Regions from separate parts of the Bos taurus genome. Here region 1 is linked to region 2. The links are chromatin contacts, called in public Hi-C maps. All regions are on one chromosome and are shown on one strand. Each heading gives the region's core, a stretch centred on a gene start, on an enhancer-like site or on the middle of the called end of the contact. The rest is flanking DNA. Distances are from core to core; before and after follow the strand shown. Region 1 has its middle 11 kb from the start of TRNAG-CCC. Region 2 holds the start of SUB1 (SUB1 regulator of transcription).

Region 1 (6,545 bases), core at 2,846-5,345, 65 kb before region 2:
CTCTGCCTGCCAATGCAGGAGATGTGAGAGAGGCAGGTTGGATCCCTGGGTCACGAAGATCCATGGGAGTTGTAAAGAGTCAGACACAACTGAAGTGACTTAGCAGCAGTAACATTTTGGCTATTATGTATTATGCTGCTGTGAACTTGAGTGTACAGATTACCTGTTTGAGTCCCTGCTTTCCTTTCTTTAGGGTACTGAGTTCCTGCTTTTCTTCCTTTTGGCTATATACTCAGAAGTGAAATTGCTGGATCACATGGTAACTCTTGGGCTTCCCTGGTGGGAAGTAAACAATCTGCCTGCAATACAGGAGACTCAGGTTCAATCCCTGGGTCAGGAAGAGCCCCTGGAGAAGGAAATGGCAACCCACTCCAGTATTCTTGTTTGGAGAATCCCATGGACATAGAAGCCTGGTGGGCTACAGTCCATGGGGTCACAAAGAGTCAGACATGACTGAGTGATTAACACATTTACATGGTAACTTTATTTTTAGTCTTTTGAGCAAACCCATGCTATTATCTGTAGCAGGTTTACCATTTTATGTATTCAACAGCAATGCCAAGAGTTCCAATTTTTCCGTATCCTCCCCAACATTTATTTTCTGTTTTTATTTTAGTTTCTTAGTAACAATCATCCTAATGAGGGTGAGGTGATAATTCTATAGTTTGATTTGTATTTCCCTAATGATTCGTGATGTTGAGCATCTTTTCATGTACTTATTGATCTTCTATATATCTTCTTTGTAGAAAGGTCTGTTAAAGTCTGTTAGAGTTCTCTAAAGAAATAATCAATAGGATATGAGAGATAGATAGATGTAAGAGGAGATTTATTATTAGAATTGGCTCATGTTCTATGGAGGCCAAGAAGTGCCATGAACTGCTGTATTCAAGCTGGAGAACCAGGAAATCCAATTCAGTCTGGGTCTCAGGACCTGAGAACTAGGAGCTCTCATATCCAATTGCAAAGGAAGGTAAGCTTCCCAGCCCTCAGAGGATTGGATGATGCCAGCCTACATTGGTAAGAGCCCATCTTCTTCACTCAGTCTACTGATTGGGATGCTAATTTCTTCTGAAGAAATCCTCAAAGACATACCCTGAAATACTGTTTTCAGATATCTGGGTACCCTTTAACTCAGTCAAGATGACACACAACTTCAACCATCACAAAATCCTTTGACCAATTTTTTAAAAAATAATTACGTTAAAATACACTATTATTATTTATTTTGATGCTTTGCCCATTTTTAATTAGGTTGTTTGCTTTTGTTGTTGAGTAGCAGGAATTCTTTGCACATTCTGAATATGAATCTCTTGTCAGATATATGATTTGCAGTCCCATAGGTTGCCTTTTCATTTTGTTAATATTATCCTTTGATACACAAACAGTTTTAATTCTGATAAAGTCTAATTTTGCCTATTTTTATTTTTGCTGTTGTCTGTGTTTTTGGTGTTATATCAAAGACATTATTGCCAAATCCAACATTATAAACCTTTTCCTTATATTTTCTACTAGGAGTGTTACAGTTTAGTTTTTACACATGTGCTTTTACTCCATTTTCTGGTATTTTTGTATATGGTATCAGGTAAGGGTGCAATTTTATTCCTTTGAATGTGGGTATCCAATTTTTTTTTCCAGAACTGTTAAAAAAAATGTTATTTTCCCATTTAATGGTCTTGGTATCCTTGTTGAAAATCACCTGATTTGTGGGCTTTCTATTCTAGTCTATTGACCTATATGTCTGTCTTTATACCAGTGCCACCCTGCTTGTGATTACTGTAGCTTTGTAGTAAGTTTTTTTTATTTCAGTTTTATTGAGGTATAATTCACACATAAAATTGTAAGATATTTAAAGTGTACATTGTGGTGATTTGACGTACATATACATTGTGAAAGGAGTCTCTCCTAGTTAATTAACACACCCATAACCTCACATGTTCATCTTTTTCTTTTATTGCTGAGAGCATTTATGTTCTACTCTTGACAAATTTCAATTATATAATACTATAAACCAATCATGTTAGTATACCAATTATATATACCAGTTATATAATTATATATACCAATTATATATATATATATCAGTTATATAAAATTCCAATTATGTGCTGTGCTCAGTCACTCAGTCGTGTCTGACTCTTTGCGACCCCATGGACTGTAGCCCTTCAGGATCCTTTGTCCATGGGATTTTCCAGGCAAGAATACTGGAGTTGGTTGCCATTTCCTCTTCAGGGGATCTTCCTGACTCAGGGATTGAACACATGTCTCCTGTGTCTCTTGCATTAACAGGTAGATTCTTTACCACTATGCCACCTGGGAAGTCCGTATACCAACTATAGTCACCTGTTTTACATTAGGTCCTCAGACCTTATTCATCTTATAGCTGAAAGTTTCTACCCTTTTACCAATCTCTCTCTATTACCGGGTAACCATGTTTCTGCCCTCTGTTTCTATAAATTTGACTCCCCAGCCAGTATATGGAAACAAGTGAAGTATCTATCCATCAATAGATGAATGGAGATATATATTTATATGAATAGATGTATATATAGACACACACACAGGAATATTACTCAGTCATGAGATAGAAGGAAATCCTGCCGTTTGTGACAATATGGATGGGACTTGAGGGCATTATGCTACGTAAAATAAGCCAAACAGAGAAAGACAAATGCTGCATGATGTCACTTATATGTGTTTTCTTTAAAAAAAAAAAAAAAAAAAAAGGACTTCCCTGGTGACTCAAATGGGAAAGAATCTGCCTGCAATGTGGGAGACCTGGGTTAGATCCCTGGGTTGGGAAGACCCCCTGGAGGAGAACATGGCAACCCACTCCAGTATTCTTGCCTGGAGAATCCCCATGAACAGAAGAGTCTGATGGGCTACAGTCCATGGGGTCGCAAAGAGCTGGACAAGACTGACTGACACCATTTATTGAAGAGGCCATCCTTTCCTCACTGTATATTCTTGGCTCCTTTATTACCTTCTTTCTCCACTGAGCCCAGACTTAGGACAAAAAGAAAGGAATATTATTTTGGCTTTCTGAACTCCCAATACTATAGAATAGTAGTTTGTTGCTCTTGTTTAGTCTCTCAGTCGTGTCCAACTCTTTTGCAACCTTGTGGACTGTATCCCACCAGGCTCCTCTGTAAATGGCATTTCCCAGGCAAAAATAATGGAGTGGGTTGCCATGTCCTTCTCCAGGGGATCTTCCTAACCCAGGGATTGAGTTTGTGTCTCCTGAATTGCAGGCTGATTCTTTATCACTGAGTCACTGGGGAAACCCTGGGGGAGCCTCTGCATAGAATAGTATACAGAGTTAAAAATAACTAAATGGCTTCATATAGAAAGATTTGATTGAAGAAATCCTATTATTAGTTTAAAAAATCATGCTATAAAAGAAATCAGGTACTATATGATCCTGTTTTTTAGGAAAAGCTCCATAAGCTTATAATTCTCTATATTTGTCCATGTACAGCTATATATGTAAGTACATTGTAGAAAGTTCTGGAAGGACATGCTCCAAATTAACAACAGTGACTTTTGTATGTTGTATTGGATTTTTTAAAAAAATAGAATAAATCCATATAATGTAAAATGAGTCTCACAGGTGAGTCAAGTGTCTGGCTGAAAGCCTGAAGCCCTTTTTGAAGGTCCAGAGGCCTATTTTTATTATTTCTTGCTTAGGAGTTGAACCCTGGCACTCTGCAGTTAAAGTGTAGAGTCTTAACCCCTGGACTGCCGGGGAAGTCGGTGGACTTGATTTTTACGGAGTGCTTTCTGTGACAGGCACTGGTGGCTTGGCCTGGTTCAGTGTACAGCGTTGGGCCAGGCAGAAACTGTGCTTTTAAGGGGTTGCGGCACGTCTGCGTTTGCGACGTACCCACAATGAGGTGTGTAGAATGAAGTGTGAGGATGCCACCAGAACTATGACAGCATCTGATTCACCTGCAGACCTGTCCCTGAAAAATCTCTGTATGGGTATGGAGTGCGGAAATGCAAGGATATTCAGACTCCGGATTTTCTCCTTCCCTTTGAGGTACGTTGTAGTTTACCTTCAAACCACCAGGGGGCACACGCATTTAGGGCAGAGACCCAGCTTGGGTCTGGGCGGGAGCCGGGTGGTGTTGGGGGATGGGGAGGACTAATTACTTCCAAGTGCGGGGGACTCAGAGGCCTCTTCCCCGAGGCCAAAGAAATTAACTCTTCAATTGGCCAGTTGGGTTATATTTTTGAAAATTGGTTTCTGCCCTATGGCTAGTGGCTCTAAAACAGGTTTCTAAAAACAGTGTATTAACAAATGTTATTTAACTTTTTTTTTTTTTTCCATTTGACTCTTGATAATCCCAACTTTCAACTGAGAGCTCTTGGAGGTGGTTGCTTCTTTCTCACGTGTTAACTTTTAAGTCCTCTGCGAATATGGCAAAAAATGAGTGAGGGAGGAGACCACCATTTGTCCTCATTTTTGTCGTGAAAAATTAAATCACACACAAAAAGACGTATCCTCTTGTAAACGGAAAAAAAAAAGAAAAAAAGAAAAATGGCACAGAAATTCCTGGAAGCAACACTCCATCTTTTGTTTGTTTTGTTTGTTTTGTTTTAAGGTTGTGAGCAGATGGCCTGGCTCCATCAAATAGACACAAACTCGGAGCTGACTAGAAACGAGTTCACCGGGAATTCAGGAGAGCGGGCGGTGCGCACAGCTCACCCCATCTCCCTGGGGCTCCATTTCACGGAGTGTAGTCAGCCTACCGCGTTCATCTGAACCACATGGGGGCTTGTGAAAATGTGGCTTTCTGGACTGCATCCCAACCTATTGAATCAGAAGCTAAATCTCTGAATCTATGTTTTTAAACAAGTTGCCTAGTTGATTTCTTGTGAATGTACATTACTTTTGAGATGAGAGGTAGGCATCCTGGAGTGATATAAGAGGGGGACATGTGACACCTAGGGATATTTGTGTATTGGATTTCAGGGACCTTCAGTTCAGTCGCTCAGTCGTGTCCGACTCTTTGCGACCCCATGAATCGCAGCACGCCAGGCCTCCCTGTCCATCACCAACTCCCAGAGTTCACTCAGACTCATGTCCATCGAGTCAGTGATGCTATCCAGCCATCTTTGGGTAAAAGTCACGTCTCTCAGGAAGCTGCTCCCTGTGGAAAACAAAGGGGCTGGCAGCTTGACCTAAGGATGCCAGGAGAGGCTGTGAGCCTGTTAGGTCTGGCTGTGGCTGGTCATTGGGAAGCGTTTGGAAGGAGAAATGGGGATTATTGGACAGTACAGGAAGTTGCTCTGAAGCATCCCTGAGGAATTTTTGTTCTCCAGTACTCAGAAGCACCCAGAAATTCCAGAAAATAAAATCCAACAAAATTGGTACCTTCTGCAGAGCACCTGTGAAAAAGTCCTCTTGTTCCCAAATGTCTCCCTTACTACGGGAAATCTCACTTAATCATGCTTCCTGGAATTTCACCAAGTATAGCTTCATTTGTGCGGGATTTTTGTTTTGTTTTAAAATCTCCTTTTCAAATGCAAATCCCCCTGGGAAAATGAAGCTTCTATTCACACATTGGAGGGAATTTGCTTATTACCTCTTACTGCATAATTGTGATCTCTCACACTAAGAAGAAAAGGAAACATTTTTACTGAATTGAGAGGAAGAGGACTTTTAGAGCCAGGAAAGCTTAATGAGGGTAGAAAAGAGGGAATAAGACATTGATTCCAGGGACATTCTTAGCAGGGAAAACGCCAAGAGCTGCTTCAAGCCCTGGAATAATCCTAGCCAGAAGAAATGAGAAGTAGTACTGAGAGTGAGCTCTTGTCTAACACTCTGGAAATGAATTGTCCAAGGAGACATACATGCTGACAAAGCAAGAGACTTTATTGGAAAGGGGCATACAGGTGGGGAGCAGTAAAGTAAGGCGACCCAGGAGAACTGCTGTGCCAGGTGGCTTGCATCTCAGGTTTTATGGTGATAGGATTAGTTTCCAGATTGTCTTTGACTGATCATTATGACTCAGGGTCCTTCCTGGTGGTGTACGCATTGCTCAGCCAGGATGGATGCCAGCAAGAAGGATTCTGGGAGGTGAAAGGACACGTGATGTCTCCTTTTGACCTTTCCCGAATTATTTTGGTTGGTAGTGGCTTGTTAGTTCCTTATTCCTTACCAGGACCTCTTGTCGTAAAATAACTCATGCTAATGCATACTATGGTGCCTGGCCAGGGTGGGCAGTTTCAATCAGTGGGCTTCCCCTAACAAATCTAAATCACCCTAATTTCTATTTTGCCTCCTTGGTCTATAGAGTAGATTGTGCTGTGACTACAAACAGTCCCCACATCTCCGTGGCTTAGCAGAATGGAGGTTATTTCTTGATTATGTTCCCTGTCCCCTGTGGGTTGGCAGAGGGACTAGACTTGCTATTGTCACTTAGGGATCCAGGCTGGAGACCTCATCTCTACACGTGCTTCCAAGGTTAATGTGGCGAGAAAAAAGGAAAATGTGACAAATTACACATAGGCTTTGCATTATTCAGGGTTCTCTAGAGAAACAA
Region 2 (7,138 bases), core at 3,093-5,592:
CTCATTGGCTTTAAGAGACTGTAAATGAAAGAAATAATTTGAAAAGCAGAATGGAAACAGACTACAGCAAGACTCAGACTCAGCAAGATGCACTGAGAGAAAAATAAGCTACAATAAAACATCGTTAATTAAAAATTCATTATGGCAAGGCAAGTTTGATTAGGTGAAAAATGTTCATAAATTAAAAAAACAATTTAAATCCTCCATTAAATATGTGTGTATATCTATCAGGTATAAAGCGCAAATTCAGTGCATCTAAATAAAGGTGTGGCCACATAAAGATCGTCATGGAAGGTATTTTAATATAATTGACGAGAGTGATTAGAAACTATGCATATCAAGTGGAAAAAGGGTGATTTTTAAAAAGCATTTAAGTAGTTCAGACCCATCAGGCTTCCTTATGTACAATTAATTTGCTTTAGCAAACTCTTCAACTTTAAGTCATTATCTTCAATTCCAGGAGGAATCAGTGAGGTTTTACTGTAAAAGTAGAATAACATTTCAAATGATAAAGAGTCCAGCATCACCCATACCAAAAAATTAGTCACGAATCTTCAGTTTGGAAAGCTATTACTATACAATATAGCAAGAACCAAATATTCACACAGCTGGAAGCAAAACCAGGTAAGTAGCAGGAAATCCTCACAGTGTTGTACCTCTGGTTCCTTTACTCAGTAGAAATACAACTGCAATTTACAATCAAGCAGTAGAACCACTGCTTATTAAGAGGCACTAAATTGTAAGCATCTCAGTGGGGAGACAGAGGAGTATTTTTGAACGCAGTCACAGTAGGGAGCTGTGGAAATGGGGTTAGGTAGGATTCAACACGACACATTAGGAGCAAGATGCGTCTGCACTTTAGGTTTCTGAATGATATGATTACAGGCACAATCGAGCAAATAAAAACCAGAACAACCAACATATGAACCCTGAGCTTCCACATACCCCTTTCAGGTGAGACGCTGACACAGACCATCATTATCTAGGAGAATATGGCTTTCATTAAATCTCAGTGTGTCTCCCAAGTGGAGTGCTTATAAAATAAGTTCTTCTAAACCATGTACACGTAACTTTGAAATGGAGACACACAGATACATGTAAACATCAAAAGAATCACTCTGTTCCACGTCTGGGTCCAAACCAGTCCAGGCTTGGTGGAATATTAAGAGGCTGGGGCCTGATTAAACAATGAGGATGCAGGAGCTCAGACGGTACTAAATAAATCATTAGGAGACAATCAAGAAATGGCTTGTACATTAAACCATTTCAGAAAACCAAGTTTGACTAAATACTTTCAAGTTTGTCTTACTTTAGAAAAGCAGAACATTTAAAATCAAAATTATCTGAGTGTATTTAAAATTGCCACCCTAGTTCATAGTAATTTTCTATTTTATTACTTTTGGGCTAAGGATTAAATATTTTCTTAGGCAAAAATCTTTTCTATGTTCTCAATTATCATGCTGTGAACAATTTTTGTTTCATGGTTCTTTTGTTTTTTTTATTACTTACAGTTTTGTTCATCTTCATTGAATTTCATATTTGAGAGACTCTTGTCTTGATTGAAACAAATTTGCAGGACCATTGCTTTCCTCTGGTTTGGAGATAAGACTCTTACATGGCCTTGTGGACCGCCTAGAGATCACGGTGCATTGACCTCCACCCTTAGATTGTAGTAAAGGGGAGAATGTGAGCCCTTACTTTCTCAGACTTGGGTCAGGGAGCTCAGCAGGGCCGTGTCTTTTTGACTGACCCCATAGGGACTTCATTGTTTCTTTATGACTTCAAGAATAGGGATCCATTTTGTAACTCCTCAGAGGAACTGTTCTTTGGCTCATAACTTGTCCTTTTCTCCATGGATTAATTTTCTTGCCTTAATTTCACAGGAATGTAAGCTTCAGGAGCTCTGTAAGGGCTGAGGTTTTTGTCTGTTTTCTCTTCTGCTGTATTTGTACCACCAGCATCTGAGTCAGTGGCTGGTGTACATAGTAGGTGCTCAATAAAAATGTGTTCAATGAATTTCTAAAAAAAAAAAAAGTCAACATTAAAAAAAACGAACAGCATGGCATTCGGTCCCATCACTTCATGGCAAATAAATGGGAAAAAAGTGGAAACAGAGGCAGACTTTATTTTTTTGGGCTCCAAAATCACTGTGGATGGTGACTGCAGCCATGAAATTAGAAGATGCTTGCTCCTAGGAAGAAAAGGTATGATAAACCTAGACAGCGTATTAAACAGCAGATACATCACTTTGCCAGCAAAGGTCTGTATAATCAAAGCTATGGTTTTTCCAGTGATCACGTACACATGTGAGTTGGACCATATAGAAGGCTGAGAGCTGAAAAATTGATGCTTTTGCACTGTGGTGCTGGAGAAGACTTGAGAGTCCTTTGGACAGCAAGTAGATCAACCCAGTCAATCCTAAAGGAAATCAACCCTGAAAGTTCACTGGAAGCACTGATGCTGAAGTTGAAGTTCCAATACTTTGGCCACCTGATGTGAAGAGCCAACTCATTGGAAAAGACCCTGATGCTGGGAAAGATTGAAGGCAAGAGGAGAAGAGGGCAGCAGAGGATGAACTGGATAGCATCAGCGGCTCAATGGACATGAGTTTGAACAAACTCCAGGAGACAGTGAAAGACAAGGAAGCCCGGAGTGCTGCAGTCCATGGGGTCACAGAGACGGACATGACTTAGCAATTGAACAGTGCTCATCTAATTACTACCCAGACCAAGATATATTCAGCATCCCAGCAGATTCCTTCATACTCACTCCAAGTGATAGTCCCCTGAGGCTAACCTGACCTAGATCGCTATGGATTATTTTTGCTTTTTTTGTGCTTTGCATAAAAGGAACTAGACAGCAAGTATTTCATTTTTAAGAAGTAGTCATGTAGCCTGATGTTGCATGCATAGAAGTGGGCTAGAGTGTTTGAGGTCTCCCTCAGCCTGCAGCATCCACGGTTTGACTCATGACTCATTCTCTGTATCACCTACAGCAGAACTCATTTAACCTTGTAAACCCTTGGTTTCTTTATAAAATGGAGAGAACAATCATTTCTACACTGGAAAGTGCTTATTAGGACGAGTGTTATATGTGAAGTGCCTCACTGCAGTGCCTGGAACATAGTGGATGCTTGATAAATGTGTGTTGAATATGTATTCTTGGCTATAATAGGCATTAATTAAATATAGATTCAAAGACTCTATGAGTCATATTCCTGCTTATGGCACGGATATCTCTTGCCTTCTGTGAACTCACATTTGCAGAACTTCAGTTTAGGTACATTTTTTTTTTTTGCCCCACAACTTGCAGGATCTTAGTTCCCTGACCAGGGATTGAACTTCAGGCATCTGGCAGTGAAAGTGCCAAGTCCTAACCACTGGACTTCCAGGGAGTTCCCAGAACTTCAGTTTAGGAATAAGTGTGTGGGTGTGTGGTAAGGACTTCTGGGAAGACTTTTTTGCACTTTCTGGAATTAAACGTTATGACTGTGGCTTCCTTCCTTTGAATTCTACCAGCCTGGATCAAATACCAGAGTAGGGGGTAGTGGGCAAGGATCATTTCTTGGAAAATGGGCCAGAAGTGTTGTACTTTTTCAGATCTTTTTTCAGACATTTCACTTTAATACAAGAAACATGTACGGAACAAGTGCAAAGCCCGGTGCTCATCAGTTTAGTCGCTCAGTCATGTCGGACTCTTTGCCACCGCATGGACTGCAGCACGCCAGGCCTCCCTGTCCATCATCAACTTCCGGAGTTTACTCAAACTCATGTCCATTGAGTCAGTGATGCCATCCAACCTTCTCATCCTCTATCGTCCCCTTCTTCTCCCGCCGTCAATCTTTCCCAGAATCAGGGTTTTTTCAAATGAGTCAGTTCTTCGCATCAGGTGGCCCAAGTATTGGAGTTTCAGCTTCAGCATCAGTCCTTCCAATGAGTATTCAGGACTGATTTCCTTAAGGATGGACTGGTCGGATCTCCTTGCTGTCCAAGGGACTCTGAAGAGTCTTCTCCAACACCACAGTTCAAAAGCATCGATTCTTCGGTGCTCAGCTTTCTTTATAGTCCAACTCTCACATCTATACATGACTACTGGAAAAACCATCGGTGCTCGTCATTCATGTTTAATTCGTCCCCTCTTTCACTCACAGTCAAATCCAATCTCCGCTGCATCTTTCCCGGTGTCACTTCAGGATGAGGGGTGGGCCCTTTAAGGCCCTGGAAAGGGTTTCGGTGTCGGTTTTTGGCGAGGAAGCCACGCCCCATCGCGTGTGCGTAATCTCAGCGGGGCGGGGCCGGCGTCTCTCTGCTGTCGTCACTTCCGTTTCTCTGTCAGTCGCTAGTGAGAGAGCAGGAGGCAATTCGGCTACTGGAGCGGAGCGTGAGTGCACGGGACCCCGCCCCCACTCCTACCCGTCGAAGCACCGCTCAGCCGACCCCTACCTTCCCAGCTGGGCCGCTATCCGCCTGACGCCCGGGTTCCTTGTCGGCTACGGCCGCAGGAAATGGCGGCGCTGCCTGATCGCCCCCTTCCCTTCCGCGGCCTTCCCGGACCCTCTCCTCCGTCCCCGACTACGAGCCCCACACATTTCAGGCCCCTTGGCGCCTGAAGCTGGCTCCCGGGAACGGCCCCTGGGTAGCGCGTGAGGCGATCTCGGGCGGCGGGTGCGGCCGGGCGGGGCCGAGGAGCCATGGGAAGGGGCCCGGGGCGCCCCCGGGACAATGCAGCAGCGGCCCGGTCCCGGGCGGGGGCGCGTGCGGGGCCTGCGTCTCTGGGGTCCTCATCCTCTCCCCGGAGCAGGGACGCTCTAGGGGCGGGAGGGAGCGGACCGGGTCGGAGGAGGCCGGGGGTGCGGCGGTGGAGTCCGGGGGTGGAGGAGTGAACGGCTGGTGTGTTGGGGGGCAGTGAGCTCTTCGAGGGAAGAAAATGGCGCTTGGTGCAAGTCCCTCCTCTTCCCACTCCGTCTCCTCTGCATTTCGCCGCCTCCTACGCCCCCTCCGACCAACCTGTCTCCCACCGCCCCAGCCATCGCCAGTCCCGGGGTTCGGGCGGCTTGTTGGCATCCCGGGACCCGCTTCCCCCGTTTGGGTGCTTACCACCCTCGTGTTGTACCGAATTCTAGTGCCCTTTAGTTCTGGTTTATCTTTACCTCTTATTTTCTAATCCTTCTTCCCCCAGGCCTTTATCAAAGATCGATTTCCTTTTTTTTTTTTTTTTTAAGCTGTTTTTGTTATTTCTGTATATTCCGCACGAGCGCTTTCGGTGTTACTTTGCCTGAATTACGAGCCACGCCGTCCCCACTCCCCGCTCCCGAACAGTAAAGGCTCATTAAGTAAAAGTGAAAATATATTTTGTTAGTAGTTCAAAGAATAGTTTAGTTACCACTACCTGGTTTTCATGACGGAGGGACTTATTTGGGTTAAACACGAGGTGGTTCTTTGAAATGATCTTAGCCACCCCGGGCACCTTTAATGAGCAGATGGTGTAGTTATGCTTGACCGTTTCAAAGTGAAAAATAGGTTATGTTCAATTTAATTACCTTAAAAAAAAGCTTCTTGGCATTATTAGCAGCTAGCATACAGAAACGACTACATTGATTTTGGAGATGAGGCTGTAAAGTGGAGCAGTAACTGGATTAATGTATAAAATGTGGTTGTAAACGTTGCTGGCTCTCCTCTGAATTTACTCTTCTTGTTGTCAAGAAATTGCCAGTTAAAATCAACATGGCTGGGTGGCATGGTTTGAGCTTTTTGAATTTAGTGGCTAGAGTAGGGATGGCCCATTTCTTTTACCTTGACCTCCTCTTGTGAGACACATTGAATGCCATTGCTATGCAAGTTTAGTCCAAAGTTGAATTATTTATAGTTGTTTGAAGTCTTTTTTTTTCTCATTTATTCAGCAAACATTTACAGTGTCTGTTGTGTATATTGGGCCCTTGAGGGCATATAGAAATTAATAGGGCTCAGTCTCTTCTGAATTGGAGGTGTAGGGAGCAAAAGATACTTGCTATGAAAATATATGGAGTTTTACCACTTGGTATTACAAGTGCTTTGAAAAGAGGTACAGCATGAAATTCCTTGAAATTTGGGAAACATAGAGGCACAAGACTCTGCTTTAGGTTCAAGCACTCTGTAAACTCCACAGGGAAGACACTAGCCTATGTACCTCTGTCTGGGGGGATATCCAAAATCTAGGGAACTAGGGTCATAGAAGGAATTGGAGGAAAGGATTTACCCCTCCCGTAAGCAGGTTCTTCAAATTTTAGTTATATTTCAGAGTAGAAAATCAGTGTGAAATGTAAGTGAACATTAATTATGTATAACTTTGAATCAGAACTTGCTCGTTTGATTGGAATGGTCAAAACGAAAAAATTAACCTATACAGAACATGAAAAGTATGATTATAATGGTAAAACTAATTAGATACAGACAGCTATATAGTACAGTTGTCCACCATGCTATGTGTACATTGGGATTAATTCCTGCAATGAATAATTGTATGTAAGTCTCATTGGTAGGAAATATAAAGCAATACTGAGAATTGTTCATATTTCTTCCTGGTTTGACAATGATTGCTGTCAGCTGTCTCTTTGCAATTTACTCTATCTGTAAACATCTAACTCTTATCCATAAGCATCTAACCCTGCTAAAATGAAGTATGAAAAGACCCACTGACTTTGAGAAAGAAAGAGATGTAGGAGTATGAGATGTGTATGACATTTAGTTCCTTGCTGGGTTTAGAACTCTTCCCTCTGCATGTTATTTTCAACATGGAAGAGCTTTAGATTAGAGCATAACTTCTATAGCATGTGCTCAGTGTAACAACTCCAGTGCCACACAGTGGTGGAATGAACTGTGGAACTTCTTGACTCTTTGGGGGAGAGTTAAGTTGAAGGTAATGAAAAAGTTTATGAATTATTTACATAATGTATTTTTCTTTCAGAATGCCTAAGTCAAAGGAACTTGTTTCTTCAAGCTCTTCTGGTAGCGATTCTGACAGTGAAGTTGACAAAAAGGTGACTATTACTACACCAGGTTGTTTTTGTGATACTTAATTCAGCAGTATTGGTTCTGAAGGACAGCAAAGTGTATCGGAACCCTAAAATGAGAGCCTGGATGGATGTTTCTGAAAGTGCAGG

What was found. Hi-C and Micro-C count contacts between places; a contact is called where the count stands out from the background.
Region 1: a Hi-C map of an unstated tissue shows a contact between it and region 2, with 4 times the contacts expected there. The contact joins the enhancer-like site here to the promoter of SUB1 in region 2. A contact is called at or near these places in 2 of 11 Hi-C or Micro-C datasets (blood and an unstated tissue).

Annotation. Positions count from the first base shown.
Region 1 is chr20:41,152,406-41,158,950 of ARS-UCD2.0, reverse strand. No RefSeq gene overlaps it. Among named protein-coding and RNA genes, the nearest start is that of TRNAG-CCC, 11 kb to the left of the region's middle. Within about 2 kb of position 4,095, at least 7 of the 102 cell types and tissues checked have an H3K27ac peak or open chromatin away from gene starts, as enhancers often do.
Region 2 is chr20:41,086,891-41,094,028 of ARS-UCD2.0, reverse strand. SUB1 (SUB1 regulator of transcription) reads left to right here and starts at 4,342. Exons shown (of 5, transcript NM_001105407.1): 1 at 4,342-4,380; 2 at 6,943-7,015. The coding sequence starts at 6,944.